Linked DNA regions of Pan troglodytes: region 1 is linked to region 2. The links are chromatin contacts, called in public Hi-C maps. All regions are on one chromosome and are shown on one strand. Each heading gives the region's core, a stretch centred on a gene start, on an enhancer-like site or on the middle of the called end of the contact. The rest is flanking DNA. Distances are from core to core; before and after follow the strand shown.

Region 1 (7,511 bases), core at 3,135-5,634, 350 kb before region 2:
CGATCTGCCTGCCTCAGCCTCCCAAAGTGCTGGGATTACAGGCAGGAGCCACTGCACCCGGCACAAATTGTCATTTTTAATGCTCTCCTATGCCCCTCCAGATTCAACAAGCGGGATGTAGATCCCATCTCTTGAAGGCAGAAGCGCTGCAGAATTTGCAGTCAAGTTTTACAACCACCACGGGAACACATTCACTTTCTTGAAAACTGGGTAATTAAAGCAAAGAAAATCAAGTTTTCTTCTATGTGAACTGTACCGCGGAGAAATCAAATACAGCAAGAAGGGCAGAAATGCTTACTAAAAGTATTTTAACTAAAGGATGCAAAATAAATGGTGACATTAGAATACCGTCATTTTGCAGACCACATAAATCTAGCCACTGAGCTGATGAAAGGACACAGCACTACCTAGAATCTTGCCAAAGAGACAACACGAGTCTAGGGATAGAACAGGAGTCTGACGCAGCCTCTGGCCCCAGCTTCCAAGTTGGCAGGAAAGACAGACAGAGGAACATGTTGAATTGCACCATGAGCCTGCAGTCACCTCAGAGCCAGACTCTGAGATGTTCTACACATCAAATACCCCAGCTTCTTCAGCAGGCAAACTGCAAGGAATGGAGAGAAGCCTATACATTATAATAAACTTAAAAGACATAAGGTAGAAAAATTTGGGGAGGTACAGACTAAACTAAAGTGTCTAGTCAGGCACATTTGGGTCCTAAAACCAAAAAGAAACAGGAAAGTCACTACAGTAAAAGGACAGTGGTTCCTTTTTGGGGAAGGGAGGGAGTTGAGGCTGGAACAGCACAATGGAGTGTTCTGGGGTGACTGGCTCTTTTGGTTACATGGGCGTTCACCTTATTATGACTCATTAAGTTCTACTTTTATTTTGGAAGGTTTCTATATGTTTTATTTTACAATAAAAAGTAAAAGAGGAGCAGAGAAATACAGAAAGAAAGTGATTTTGATGATGGTGGTGGTGATTGAGGCAGTGGTGGTGATGGCAGTGGTGATGCTATTGGTGGTGGGGGTGGTGGTGGTAGTGATATGGTGGTGATGGTGATGGTGATGGTGGTGGTGGTGATGGTGGTGGTGATGGTGGTGATGGTGGTGGTGGTGGTAGTGATATGGTGGTGATGGTGATGGTGGTGGTGGTGGTGGGATGGTGGTGGTGGTAGTGATATGTTGGTGATGGTGATGGTGGTGGTGGTGGTGATGGTGGTGATGGTGGTGATGGTAGTGGTGGTGGTGGTGGTGGTAGTGATATGGTGGTGATGGTGGTGGTGGTGGGGGTGGTGATGGTGGTAATGGTGGTGGTGGTGGTGATGGTGGTGGTGATGGTGGTAATGGTGGTGGTGGGGGTGGTGATGGTGGTGATGCTGGTGGTGGTGGGGGTGGTGATGGTGGTGGTGGTGATGGTGGTAGTGGTATGGTAGTGATGGTGATGGTGGTGGGGGTGGTGATGGTGGTGATGGTAGTGGTGGTGGTGGTAGTGATATGGTGGTGATGGTGATGGTGATGGTGGTGGTGATGGTGCTGATAGTAGTGGTGGTGGTGGTGGTGGTAGTGATAGTGATATGGTGGTGGTGGGGGTGGTGATGGTGGTAATGGTGATGGTGGTGGTGGTGATGGTGGTGATGGTAGTGATGGTGGTGGTGATGGTGTTGATGGTGGTGGTGGGGGTGGTGATGGTGGTGATGGTGATGGTGGTGGTGATGCTGGTGGTGGTGGTGGTGATGGTGGTGGTGGTGGGGGTGGTGATGGTGGTAATGGTGATGGTGGTGGTGGTGATGGTGGTGATGGTGGTGATGGTGGTGGTGATGGTGGTGATGGTGGTGGTGGTGGTGATGGTGGTGATGCTGGTGGTGGTGATGGTGGTGGTGGTGGTAGTGATATGGTGGTGATGGTGATGGTGGTGGTGGTGGTGATGGGGGTGGTGATGGTGTTAATGGTGATGGTGGTGGTGATGGTGGTAATGGTGGTGGTGGGGGTGGTGATGGTGGTGATGCTGGTGGTGGTGGGGGTGGTGATGGTGGTGGTGGTGATGGTGGTAGTGGTATGGTGGTGATGGTGATGGTGGTGGTGGTGGTGGTGGTGGTGATGGTAGTGGTGGTGGTGGTGGTAGTGATATGGTGGTGATGGTGATGGTGGTGGTGGTGGTGGTGGTAGTGATAGTGATATGGTGTTGATGGTGGTGGTGGGGGTGGTGATGGTGGTGATGGTGATGGTGGTGGTGATGGTGGTGGTATTGCTGGTGGTGGTGGTGATGCTGGTGGTGGTGGTGGTGGGGGTGGTGATGGTGGTAATGGTGATGGTGGTGGTGGTGGTGATGGTGGTGATGGTGGTGGTGATGGTGGTGATGGTGGTGGTGGTGATGGTGGTGATGGTGATGGTGACGGTGGTGGTGGTGGTGGTGATGGTGGTGGTGGTGGTGATGGTGGTAGTGGTATGGTGGTGATGGTGATGGTGGTGGTGGTGGTGATGGTGGTGATGGTAGTGGTGGTGGTGGTGGTAGTGATGTGGTGGTGATGGTGATGGTGGTGGTGGTGGTGGTGATGGTGGTGATGGTAGTGGTGGTGGTGGTGGTGGTAGTGATAGTGATATGGTGTTGATGGTGGTGGTGGGGGTGGTGATGGTGGTGATGGTGGTGGTGATGGTGGTGGTGATGCTGGTGGTTGTGGTGATGCTGGTGGTGGTGGTGGTGATGGTGGTGGGGGTGGTGATGGTGGTAATGGTGATGGTGGTGGTGGTGGTGATGGTGGTGATGGTGGTGATGGTGGTGGTGGTGGTGGTGATGGTGGTGATGGTGGTGATGGTGGTGGTGATGGTGGTGATGGTGGTGGTGGTGGTGGTGATGGTGGTGATGCTGGTGGTGGTGGTGGTGGTGATGGTGGTGGTGGTGGTGGTGATGGTGGTTGTGGTGATGGTGGTAGTGGTATGGTGGTGGTGATGGTGGTGGTGGTAGTGGTTATGGTGGAGGTAGTGGTATGTTGGTGGTGGTGGTAATGGTGGTGGTGATGCTGATGGTGGTGATGGCAGTGGTGACAGTAGTGGTGGTGGGGGTAATGGTGGCAGTTGTGGTGATGGTGGTAGTGGTGGTGGTGATGGTGGTGGCTAACATTTATTGAACATTTATTAAATGCAAGGCACTGTGCCCAGCACCTACCACAGGTTAGCTCATTTAATTCCCCCCACTATTATCCCCCTTTTTCATATAGTGAGACTGAGATTTACAAACTTTAAGTAATCTTCCCAAGGTCTTATGTTACTGAGTGATAGACCTGAAATTTGCTGATGATCCACAAACTGAACAGTCCCACAAGTGAGGTTAAGGGAATGGCAAGGCCATGGGGATTCTATTCCCCTCTTCTCGGCTGAGTGAAAAAAAAAAGTAAATACAGAGTATTATGCTCTGTAATCTTCAGTCTGGAGAGACTGAAATAAATGTTTCACTTTTGATAAACAGGACTTTAGGTGAGTAGAGAATATTGCTCTAAGCACTTTGTGATAAATTATTGATTTTATTTGGGATTTACATGGAATAATTGATCTTCATGTAGTGATTTTAAAGATCCAGTTATCTTTACTGAAAACAAATGTCCTACACACCTTTGCTATTTATCTTGTTTCTACTCTTTTAAAAGGAAGGCTTTGTTTGTTTGTTTTTTAGGGATAGGGTCTTGCTCTGTTGTCCAAGCTGGGGTGCAGGGGCGCGATCACAGTGCCCTGCAGCCTGAAACTCCCAGGCTCAAGGGACTCTCCCACTTCAGCCTCCTGAGTAGCTGGGACTAGAGAAATGGCTACCATGCCTGGCTAATTTTTGTATTTTTTGTACAGACAGGGTCTCTCTATGTTACCCAGGCTGGTCTGGAACTCTTGGGCTCAAGCGATCCTTCTGCCTCAGCCTCCCAAAGTGCTTGGATTACAGGTGAGAGCCATTGCGCCAGGCCAGGAAGCCGTTTAAATCATATAAATTCAAAAATAATTCAAATAGAGAAAGAAAATAAATCGTTAATTTTTAAAATGAAATTTTGGCTATAAAAGAAAGTCATACCTTTTTAAGAAACACGATTAAAAGAATAGATTCTCTGGTCTCTCCAAATCACACTGAAAATCCCAAAGCAAGCTGTTTAATCTTCTAACATAAAAGCAGGCCCTTTGAATGCAGGGAACATGTCATAATTTCTTTTGTGTTCTCTACCAAGAACATTCAAATTCAGGGCCCGCTTGATAACCAGACCAATGCTTTACAGAATTTGCAATTAGTGGATTGTCCAGAAGAGGGCGCGCGTTGCCCATGTTACTCAAAGGCGCCGCCAGACCCGGCCGAAGCTGAGTAGCTAAGAACAAAAGATGCACATTCCTCTCTGAGGACAGAACAAAAGGGTGGATTTTAAAAAGCAAAAGAAACGCAACATTTAACGCTGCCTCCCATAATCTCCACGAACACCCTACAACTCAGCCACAGCTGGTCACAGGCAGGCTGAATATTACATTGTAAAAAACAAACTGGAAAGCAGCTGTTTTTAAAACAGATATCGTTTGCTTGGTGTAATTCCATCCGGGTAATGCCTATTTATTCAACAGTCAATTCTGCCTGAGTTGTGTTTTCCCGTTACGAGATGCAGGTGGGCATCGCTGAATCCAAAACCAGTACATAGTAGAGACAAAAGTATAGATGCTCCATTTTGTAAGATCGTGGTGGGACACTGCATTCCCCCAAATAATGCCTCGTATTCTCACCCCTCACTTTGTTTGCTCTCATTACCAGTGAAAAACGCATCTCATCCACATGAATAGCTCCACTCAAATGATAATGCTTTTTTTTTTTCTGAGACAGAGCCCAGGCTGGAGTACAGTGGCGCAATCTCGGCTCACTGCAACCTCCGTCTCCCGGGTTCAGGCGATTCTCCTGCCTCAGCCTCGCGAGTAGCTGAGATTACAAGCGCGCACCACCACGCCCAGCTAAGTTTTCGTATTTTTACTAGAGATGGGGTTGCTCCATGTTGGCCAGGATGGTCTCGAACTCCTGACCTCAAGTGATCTGCCCACCTCAGCCTCCCAAAGTGCTGGGATTACAGGCGTGAGCCATGGCGCCCGGCCTGATAAAGCTTTTTAAAACTTAGTTATAGCCACTTTCATGGTCAGCTTTTAAGAAAGCAGTAAATATTCCTCAGCAAAGGCAAAGATAGCAATATCTCAGAGCAGGCAACTCAAAGCAAACACACAAAAGGAAAACCCAGCCCCCTTGTTTACTTACGGGTCTTCAAGCTCCTAATATTGACATGAGTTTCTGAGGTCTCCTGTGCATTTTCTTTTCTACAGCAAACAACAGGGCTTTTAACCTGTAAAGAGGTAGATCTGGCTGCCCCAGAAAGGTGGGTTAACTGTCCCCCAACAGACTAAAGGAGAGTGAACGGTGCTGAAGAGCAACAGGCAAGAAGTCTTAGGAAAATAAGCTCCTCTGCATGAGTTATAGTGAGGCATTAGCGAATTTGGGGCGAAGACCCAGAACAGGAAACAGCCATCAGATTTGCGTTTGAGAAGTATTCAGCTACAGCTTTTTCTTAGGGTCTGTTTGAAAGTATTACATTTAACTTCAGCATGCCTTTCCAAAAGGTATATTTAGAAGCAATTAGGTTAAAAGCTTTGAGCTCCTTGGAGTTCTATCTATACAGATATCTACTGGCCTAGGGGACCTTAAGGTATTGAATTAAATGAGTCTCCCCAGCCTTTTTGTTGAGACAGGGTCTAGCTCTGTCACCCAGGCTGGAGTGCAGTGATGCATGATCATGGTTTGCTGCAGCTTCGAATTTCTGGGCTCAAGTGATCCTCCTACTTCAGCCTCCCAAATAGCTGGGACTACAAATGTGAGACACCATGCCCAGCTAATTTTTAAATTTTTTGTAGATATGGGGGTTTTGCCATGTTGCTCAGACTGGTATAAAACTCCTGGGCTCCAGTGAACTTCCCACCTCGGCCTCCCAAAGCATTGGGATTATAAGTATGAGTCACCACTCCTGGCCAAGTCTCCTTTTAAGATGCAAGAGCCTCCATATATAAAGAAAGCAGCTAGACTTGGAGCACGCAAGCTTTAAGGCATTTGGAAAAGATCAGGTGCACCTCAGTATGAGGGCTACTTAGGAGTTGAGAGCTGTTGCTCTCAGCAGTCATTTTCCCTGTGGGGCAGATTGCTCAGGTAGGAGCCCTCTGAAGGTGTGAGACAGGACTCAGGTGTGAGACAGGACTCAGGTGTATCTCTGCCTGCCCACACCCAGGAGGGTCTCAACGAGCAGAATCAGGGGACAGGCAAATGAGAGAGCTCTCCCCAGCATGCCTTCCCCACACCTGCTGCCTGGCTCGCTGAGCTGTCTTGACTGCCTACTTTTGGCTTAGGAAACCAGGCTGAGGCCTAGGCAGCCTGCAGACCCTCTGCAGACCCTCTGCAGACCCAAGCCCTATTCAGCCCAAGCTCACCCTTCCCTCTGATCACATCTTCCCTTGGTGCCATTTTTAACTTCAACTCCAGTTACTTCCTGTTTGTTTTCAAGTGTGGGAGTTTTGATCCTGGGGCCTTAAGGATGGACCCTTAAGGGGGCTGAAATGCTCTAAAGTCATCTGCAAAATGTGTGGTTATAAATATGTTTCCTTTTTCCTGAGAGGTGACCCTTTGCTTTCACCAGATTCTCAAAGGAATTTACAGCCACCAAAAGGCCGTAGAAACCAATCCAGGGGGATTGTGAATGAACCGAGGTTGGAGACACTGCACTGTGTCAGCGTTAAGCCACAGCTGTCAAGTCGTGACAGGCAGAAGAGTCTAAGGAGCTCACTGGGCCAGGCACCATGGCTCACGCCTCTAATCCCAGCACTCTGGGAGGCTGAGGTGGGCAGATCACCTGAGGCCAGGAGTTCGAGACCAGCCTGGCCAGCATGGTAGAAACCCTGTCTCTACTAAACTACTAAAACTACAAAAATTAGTTGAGTGTGGTGGCGGGTGCCTGTAATCCCAGCTGCTTGGGAGGCTGAGGTGGGAGGATTGCTTGAGCCCAGGAGGTGGAGGCTGCAGTGAGTCAAGATCGCCTCACTGCACTCCAGCCTGGGTGACAGAGTAAGACTCCGTCTCAAGAAGAAGAAGGAAAAAAGAGCTTGCCAGATCCTTCCCTAGCATTTAGATGACATATAGGGACCTTGGAGATCACCTAATCCAAACCCTTTATTGTATAAATAAGGAAACTGAGTCTCAAAGTCACACAGGGCAGGTGTCAGGCCCAGCATCTGAATCTCCTCTCAACCCTGCTTCTTGTAAAATCACTCATGAGGGTCAAGTTCTTCTAGTTCTGATCCTGGAAATGGTGGGAAGATGTTGCAGGAGAGAGACGAGTTGCATATCTTCAGAGTTGTTGTAGAGTAGACTTTATAGAGTTCATATAAGCAGCATATCATTAGGAGTGTGGAGTCTGGAACCTGAGTTTGCATGTTGACTCTGCCTCTTACTACGTGACCTTAGGGAAG
Region 2 (7,367 bases), core at 2,232-4,731:
CCGCCTCCTGGGTTCAAGCGATTCTCCTGCCTCAGCCCCTCCCAAGTAGCTGGGACTACAGGCATGCAACACACACCCGGCTAATTTTTTTATTTTTAGGAGAGATGGGGTTTCACCATGTTGGCCAGGCTGGTTTTGAACTCCTGACATTAAGTGATCCACCCGCCACAGCCTCCCAAAGTGTTGGGATTACAGGTGTGAGGCACCGTGCCCAGCCTAGCATATGCTATTCTCTATAAACTTATGTTGACTGCTCCCCCAAGTGAGGTTGCTAGACAGAGGAAAACTTATTTTGTGAGCAGAAGAAACTGGATACTCATGATAGACTATCATGAGCTGTATAGGTGTCTTCAAGTTAACATTCTAAAAAAAAGTATCAGACCTTTAGAACTGCAACCCTCAATCAACAAATAATTCACAACCGAATCAGTAAGTTCAAATATGTACTCTAAAACTTACATTAAGCTTGGAAGGATACTAACATATTCACAAGAGAGAAACAATCATTAAAATATCTCATACAGAATGGAGGGAAAGGGGATGTCAAGACAAGCAACAACATTCCAAAGGACCACACCACTGAAACATCTTGTTTGTTCTTCCTAGCAAAGCCAAATCAAATCCTAAGGTACATGCCTCAAGCAAAAAAAATTAAGAAAATGAAAGCAAAATACAACTAGAATTTAAATTTTTTACTCTGAACTGTGCCTAGTTGGTTGGTGATATTTAATACATATCAAAGATAGGCGCATCAGTTTGTAAATCCACTGGATCTCCAGAGCATGGACCACAAACAGCTATCCCTAAAAAGAAACCTCAAAACCACAAATCAGGAAATAAAGTGGGCAGCCTCATTTCCTTCTGTAAGTCTAGGAAGGAATTTAGAAACACTAATGTTTTAAAGGAGAGATTTCAATATCAAACTAGAAGAATCCCTGCATTCTCCTTTCCTTGGTCCCAAAGCAAACAATTTACAGTTTGGGAAAACACACACACACACACACACACACACACACCCCTACCTGTTTTCACTAACTTCAACAAGACACTGCCTAAGTAGTGGTTTTAATCTATCAAGAGGCTATATATCTCCTTTGCACAGTTTGGGAAAGCACACACACACACACACACACACACCTGTTTTCACTAACTTCAACAAGATACTGCCTAAGTGGAAAACACACACACACACATACACACACAAAACCTGTTTTCACTAACTTCAACAAGACACTGCCTAAGTGGTGGTTTTAATCTATCAAGAGGCTGTATATCTCCTTTGAGAATTTGATAAAAACAATGGACACTTTCCCCAGGAGGGAAAAAAATTCACTCAAACAAAACTGCATATAATTTCAGGGGTGGGAATGAGGAAGACCCCTGAAAGTTGTTGACCCTTAGGCCATGAACCCCAAGTCATCATCCAGGATTAAGGCAAATCATAATCCAAGGAAAACCAGTTTATCAATTTGGAAAGAAACTAAAGTAACTGAGGCAGGGATTTAATCCACAAAATACATTAGAAATCTTTTCTCTTTTCTCAGATAAAAGTGTGTTAGACTTGGTAGTCGGGAGAAGACGTGGGTCATGCTAAGCAAGGAAAACAAAACAAAAAACACCACAGGACAAACGAAAGAAAAGCAGAATTAAGACAGCAGTAAAATATAGTAATCTGTAGCCGCTCTGAGAGAACAGCAATGAAATGGCCAATTCGGCCGGGCGCGGTGGCTCACGCCTGTAATCCCAACACTTTGGGAAGCCGAGGAGGGAGGATCATTTGAGGTCAGGAGTTTGAGACCAGCCTGGCCAACACGGTGAAACCCCGTCTCTACTAAAAATACAAAAATTAGCTAGGCGGTAGTGGCGCCTACCTGTAAACCCAGCTACTCGAAGGCTGAGACAGGAGAAAAGCTTGAGCCTGGGAGGTGGACGTTGCGGTGAGCCGAGATCGTGCCAATGCACTCCAGCCTGGGCGACAGAGTGAGACTCTGTCTCAAAAAAAAAAAAAAAAGAAAGAAAAAAGAAAAGGCCAATTCCTGAAGCCTTAACAGACGGCTGACTTAAGGTAACCATTTCTGGTGCACATTTCTATGCCAATTAAGTTCATTAAATGGCAAACATGAACACACCCTTACAGGTGAAAGTATGAAAGCAAAAGTTTATGCGAAGTTCTGGATCTCTTCCGGCTTTTCCTTATCAAATAATAATGTAGTTAGATGAATTTTATACTTTAGGAGAAAACAGGGTAGGGGCGGGGGACAGAAATCCTAAGAGTGGCCAAAGGATCTGCAGGAAGTATAAAGTGTAAACTTTTTGAAATCAAAGGGCTCAAGAGGAAGGTAAGAACAAAACAAAGGAAGTAATAACAAAATAAAGTAAAAGGGAAAAACGTCTAGCATTTAAAAACTGTTTTTAAAAAATTATTTCCTTTTCCTAGACACGCAAACAGTAGTAACTTGGCAAACAGGAACGGAGCAGAAGACAATCGAACAACTCCCTTTCCAAAACTCCAGCATTCCTTGAACGTCCTCAGACGCAGTCGGGCTTGGGACATTCACAGGCAAGACTCCTCCCTGCACCACTGCCAGATGAACCTCTCAGAGGGACTGTCACTATCTCCCTTCCTCCCACTGCGGGAGAGAGGAAGCTGGGGATGCAGGGAGAGGAGGGGAGAAATGAGGGTTGGACAGCAAGCCTGAAGGTGGCCCACTCCGACACTTTGTCAAGAAAGGTCCGGATTCTGGATCCTGCAACCCCTTTTCCCACCCAATGTATGCAAAGCCAAGAAAGTGCCTCCCTGCAAGGGCCGGTTCTACACCTTCACTCGACTGTTTCGGGGGCACACTCAGAGGGACAGAAGGAATGAAGGACAGAAGAAACCAAAGGCATAACACTTGGGCAGATACGGCACAGACTAAGGAGAGGCGTGCCCTGTGAAAGTTCGGAACGGTGAACCCGTAGGCAACGTGCCCGCCCCACCAGCCACCTCAAACCATCTTTCCCCCGCCTCTTCCCAGGCGAGCCAGCTCCGCCCTCACCTTTCTTAGAGTAACTCGGTAGCTTCTAAGTCGAGGCTTATCCTTTCCACCGCTCTCTGGAATCGCCTCAACCCTGGCAAAAAGTGAGCGGAAACGCGACCCGGACCTTTTCCTTCTTCCCCTTCCCCCACGCACCTCGGCTGCTCGGGGGCGGGGAGCAACTGCAGCTGTCACAAATTCACACTGACCAACCGCCGAGGACAGTCGGACCGGCGACCTCTCAACCCAGCCTCCAGAACCAGAACCAAAAGCAGCGAAGCCGGAAGTGAGGAGACCGGAAGTAGCGTTGTCCCTGGCCCTGGACGGCCTCTCTCTCCCTCAATCCGGCCTTGCCCGGCCACGTCTCGGTGGTGTCAGCGCACCTCCCACGAGGATCCCTCCGCCCTTCTCCGGGAGGCGGGCTACGCCCCTCCCTCTGCTGCCCTAGCAACCACATCCGGGACTCCGGCGGTGTCGTTGCCCGGGTAATTTTCTGGCAGCGCCGTAATGCGCGCGGAGCCAGAGGCACCGGCTAGAGCTGGGAGCTTGCGGAAGGGCGCCCCTGCCTGGTCTTGAGAGGTCGAAGGTCTCCAGGAGGCCTCCGCCTCCCTCTTTTTCATTCACACACCCTAGCCTCACACGTTGGGAGGACCCCCCAACAGACCGTGAGCTGGTGCCGGGAGGGTGGAGGTGGATGTACCTCACCTCCACGCTACCACAGAAGAGCGAAAGCTGCTTTCTCAGCCACCGGAGAGCACGAAGAAGGTTATTCCAGTCCCGCGGGGAAGGTGGGGGTGGTAGGGAGAAAGCGAAGATAAGGCAGCAGACGGAATGCGGGCGCTGCCCCCGTGCCTGGGGAGCCCTCTCCCTTCAGAAAGGCTAGACCCCCGGGCCCGGCATCCCTGAGCTCTTACTTGCTCTGGATCTGTGATCGCTTTTTGCTTTTTGCTCGCTCTCTCACAGTAGATTCCCTGATACTTTTCTTTCTGGCTCCTCTTTCTTTTTCCGGATGACCGAGCTCTGCTTTCTTTGCTTGCCCCATTACTTCTTAAATAGATCATTGTTCTGTTACGGAAACTGCTGAACAATTCGCTCTCTCAGAGCCCTTCGTAGTTTCCTAAACGGGGCCCCAACCTGCACTACTCTCCCCATCCCCAGAGCTCAGTGGTGCGAAAGCTAGATAGACCTGAAGTTCATTTACACACTGTACCATACAGTTGGTCCATCACAGAATATCCCTTCGAACTGCTGGACTGCTTTTCCTTTGACAGCTTTGAATGCTCATTTTTACTCCCATTTCGCTTGTAGAAATGCGAAGGGTAACTGTGCACACGGCGAGATTTACCCTTCTTTAGACCGTACTTCTCAGCTGCCTTTACTTGTCACAGTAGCTGACAAGACATTTTAAATGACTAATGCCCAAAGGCAGAGCTCTACCTCTACAGATTTCCAGGGAGTTTCAGTGTAGTGAAATTATCCCTGGCAGGTATCTTCCCCAGATCTGTGAATAGTAAATACCTATGGCACCATAAATGTTTCCAATGTATAACAATATTGATTGAGCTCTCTAGGATACCACCTCTTACAAAAATAGTACTGAAATTCCAAAACATAAATCTCTCATCTTAAGTGGTTCTGTCTTAAACAAAAGAAAGGAGCAAATATATATGCCAACCCACTCAAACTGTAACTTCAATTGTTATAGCTTACTGTGGATTTTTCTGTACAAAGCCATCTTGTTAGTTTGGAGACCGTTAGTCTTCTCAATTATAAGAAAATAATCCCAATCTAAATTAATTACTGCTGTAATTGTGTCGGAACTGAGCAACTACAGAACTTGCAGCTAAGTACAAGTGTTGTTCCTAGGGTTTCAGAAGGGTGACTTGGAGGAAGTGTACGGTAGGACTCAGCGGTGCTTGAATGATGTGGACAATGAATAATACTAAATTGTTTTTGCTGGCTGTTATCTTAAAGATTCCTGCTAGCTGTCTCTTGAGTTTGGAGATGCTTAGCTTGACTAAAGTTAGTCTAACTATTAGACTGTCAGACTCTGAAGTGTTTCTTATTTTGGAAAGGTGAAGACTTGCTTTAGTTTGTTCATAGTTTCTTTGGCAGCTGCTGATGGTTTTGATGGAGATTCAGATGGATTTGGAACTAATGCTAACTTCTGCTTGGTGAAGATGCTAACCAAGTTAGATACTCTTCAGTGAATTCTGGTACTGTGTATGATTAATCCTCATCCACAGTATTACGCTGTGCAAGGCTATATATACACAGTTTTAATCTTTCCATGATTTCCACTGCCCTGAAGGAAATTAGAATGTAGTCTGGCTCCAAGAAAACACTAGAAGCTACTTCAGCTGGTGATGGAAAATAGTGGAATTCTATACATCCTTTGAGACAATGGAAGCAGCAAACCAGCGTTCTTTGGATTGGGGAATATTTTTGGTACTAACTGAAAAACATCATTTTAAGCCTGGCCCTGCTTAGAGGAGACTTGTTTTCTCTTCCCTCTCTCCCTCTCTTCCTTTTTTCCCTCCCTTCCTCTTTTTCTTTCCTCCTTTCCTTCTTGTCTCCCTCCCTTCTCCTTCCTTCCTTCTTCCTCTTTTTCTTTCCTCCTTCCCTCCCTCCCTCCCTTCCTTCCTTCTTTTTTCCTTTCTCCCCTCCTTCCTTCCTTTTTTTCTTCCTTCCTTCCTCCCTCCCTCCCTTCTTTTCTTCCTTTCTTCCTTTGCCCTAAAACTTGGGGGACCCTGCCTGCTCATTTTGTTTAGAATAGAAGATTACTACTTTTCTCTGAATTGTCATTTATTTTTAGAGAGGTAAGAAAAAAGGGAATAGCTGCCTTCCATATATACTTATGACATGGAGATTATCTACTCATTTAACTTTGCACTGCTATTGGCTGTTTATTTGGCTTTTGAAAAATCAGGTGCTATTTATTCATGGGGCTTGTGGGGAACTCTAGTAGCCCTGAATGGCATTTGTGGCATACTCAATGAAGTCTAATTCTTTATCCTGGCATTAAAGGCTTACCAAGATCTGGCCTCAATCTTGCAAATGAGCACTCTCTTTCATATACCTGAAGGAAAAGTGCTAATTTAGCCAACTAATAGAGATAGGTATAAATACCAATATAGACATAGATATGAAACTTTAGTTGCAAAGAAATGTTTAATATGCTTCAAACTGCATATTTCCCTCTTCCATGCTTTATTGTCTATTCTTATCAGCAGAAATGTTTTCCTATTTTTCCTTACCTGTGATGTACCTATCCATCCTTTACAGTTGAGTTCAGATGCTACTTCTGTCATGAACCCATTATTTATCTTCCCTGTGAGAATTCATTTTTCCCTGTTTTTGGATCTTACAGCCTTTGATTTGAGCCCCCATTTCAGTCTGCTTTATACTACTGTTTTGCATGTTTTGCCATGATAAATAAGATGGTTTTGGGGAAACTGAACTTTGGACTTACTTGATTCTCTTATAACACCAGGAAATTGGCCAACTCTAGTTGAGTTATGGAAATATGTTGTCTGTTGCATACCAGGCAAGTTCAAGAATACCAGCAACTCCTGCTACTTAGGGTAATGGTACAAGTGGGATTAAGTGGATATAGTTGCTATCTATCTGTAGAAGACAATGAGTGAGTGCTTTCTTAAGTTTGGAAGTAGTTGATTCTCTGCAGAGGGGTATAAACTACTGATAAAAGGAGAGTGACTCGTTACTCCTAGAGATTCTGAATGGGAAGAATGCCAGCTTTATGTTTTCTGATACTGATTTTTTTTTTAATAACTTGGTGCAAAAGTAGAACATTATTCTAAGATGACTGTTGTGGAAGAAAAAAAGGTAGAACATTAGAGTTGTAAAAATGTTTTTAACTATAAAGAGGAAAAAACTGAACTTATTTATAATTCATGTACCTAGAGAGAACATTCAACATTTTGGTCAATGTATTTTTTGTCTTTATATCTATGTAGATATATATTTCTTCATTTATTTAACAAATTGCTACTGACACCCTATGGTTTGCTGGAAGTGAGCTGTGTAGGAATAATCATGAGCCTCTGCTCTGATGTAATTTTTAGTGTATGTTGTATTTGTTGACATATAATTTTATATTTTGCTTTTTTCACTTAATGTATCATGGAATTTTTTCATATCATTAAATATTCTCTTTGTGTGGCACAATAGTATTTCAGCATGTAGATATTTTGTAATTTATTGAATGAATCCTTTTTGTTGCATATTTTCAATTTTGTCTGTAATTATATAGCAATGCAGGGAATAGTCCCGTGTAGCAGGTGGAATTCTAAGATGAACTCCAGTGACACTTACCTTGTATAATTCCCT

The links. A called contact is a pair of places that touch in the nucleus more often than the background predicts.
Region 1: a contact with region 2 is called in a Hi-C map of stem cell-derived neural progenitor cells, with 4 times the contacts expected there. The contact joins the enhancer-like site here to the promoter of ARFIP1 in region 2. A contact is called at or near these places in 1 of 7 Hi-C or Micro-C datasets (stem cell-derived neural progenitor cells) and 1 of 1 datasets of contacts at active chromatin or transcription factors (stem cell-derived excitatory neurons).

What each region holds. Positions count from the first base shown.
Region 1 is chr3:154,904,109-154,911,619 of NHGRI_mPanTro3-v2.0_pri, reverse strand. No RefSeq gene overlaps it. Among named protein-coding and RNA genes, the nearest start is that of TRIM2, 25 kb to the left of the region's middle. Within about 2 kb of position 4,384, at least 9 of the 24 cell types and tissues checked have an H3K27ac peak or open chromatin away from gene starts, as enhancers often do. A contact at or near this core is called in stem cell-derived neural progenitor cells, where this site is marked.
Region 2 is chr3:154,555,606-154,562,972 of NHGRI_mPanTro3-v2.0_pri, reverse strand. ARFIP1 (ADP ribosylation factor interacting protein 1) reads right to left here and starts at 3,481. Exons shown (of 8, transcript XM_009448419.4): 1 at 3,174-3,481. It overlaps TIGD4 (tigger transposable element derived 4), which reads left to right and starts at 3,501. Exons shown (of 2, transcript NM_001243890.4): 1 at 3,501-3,782.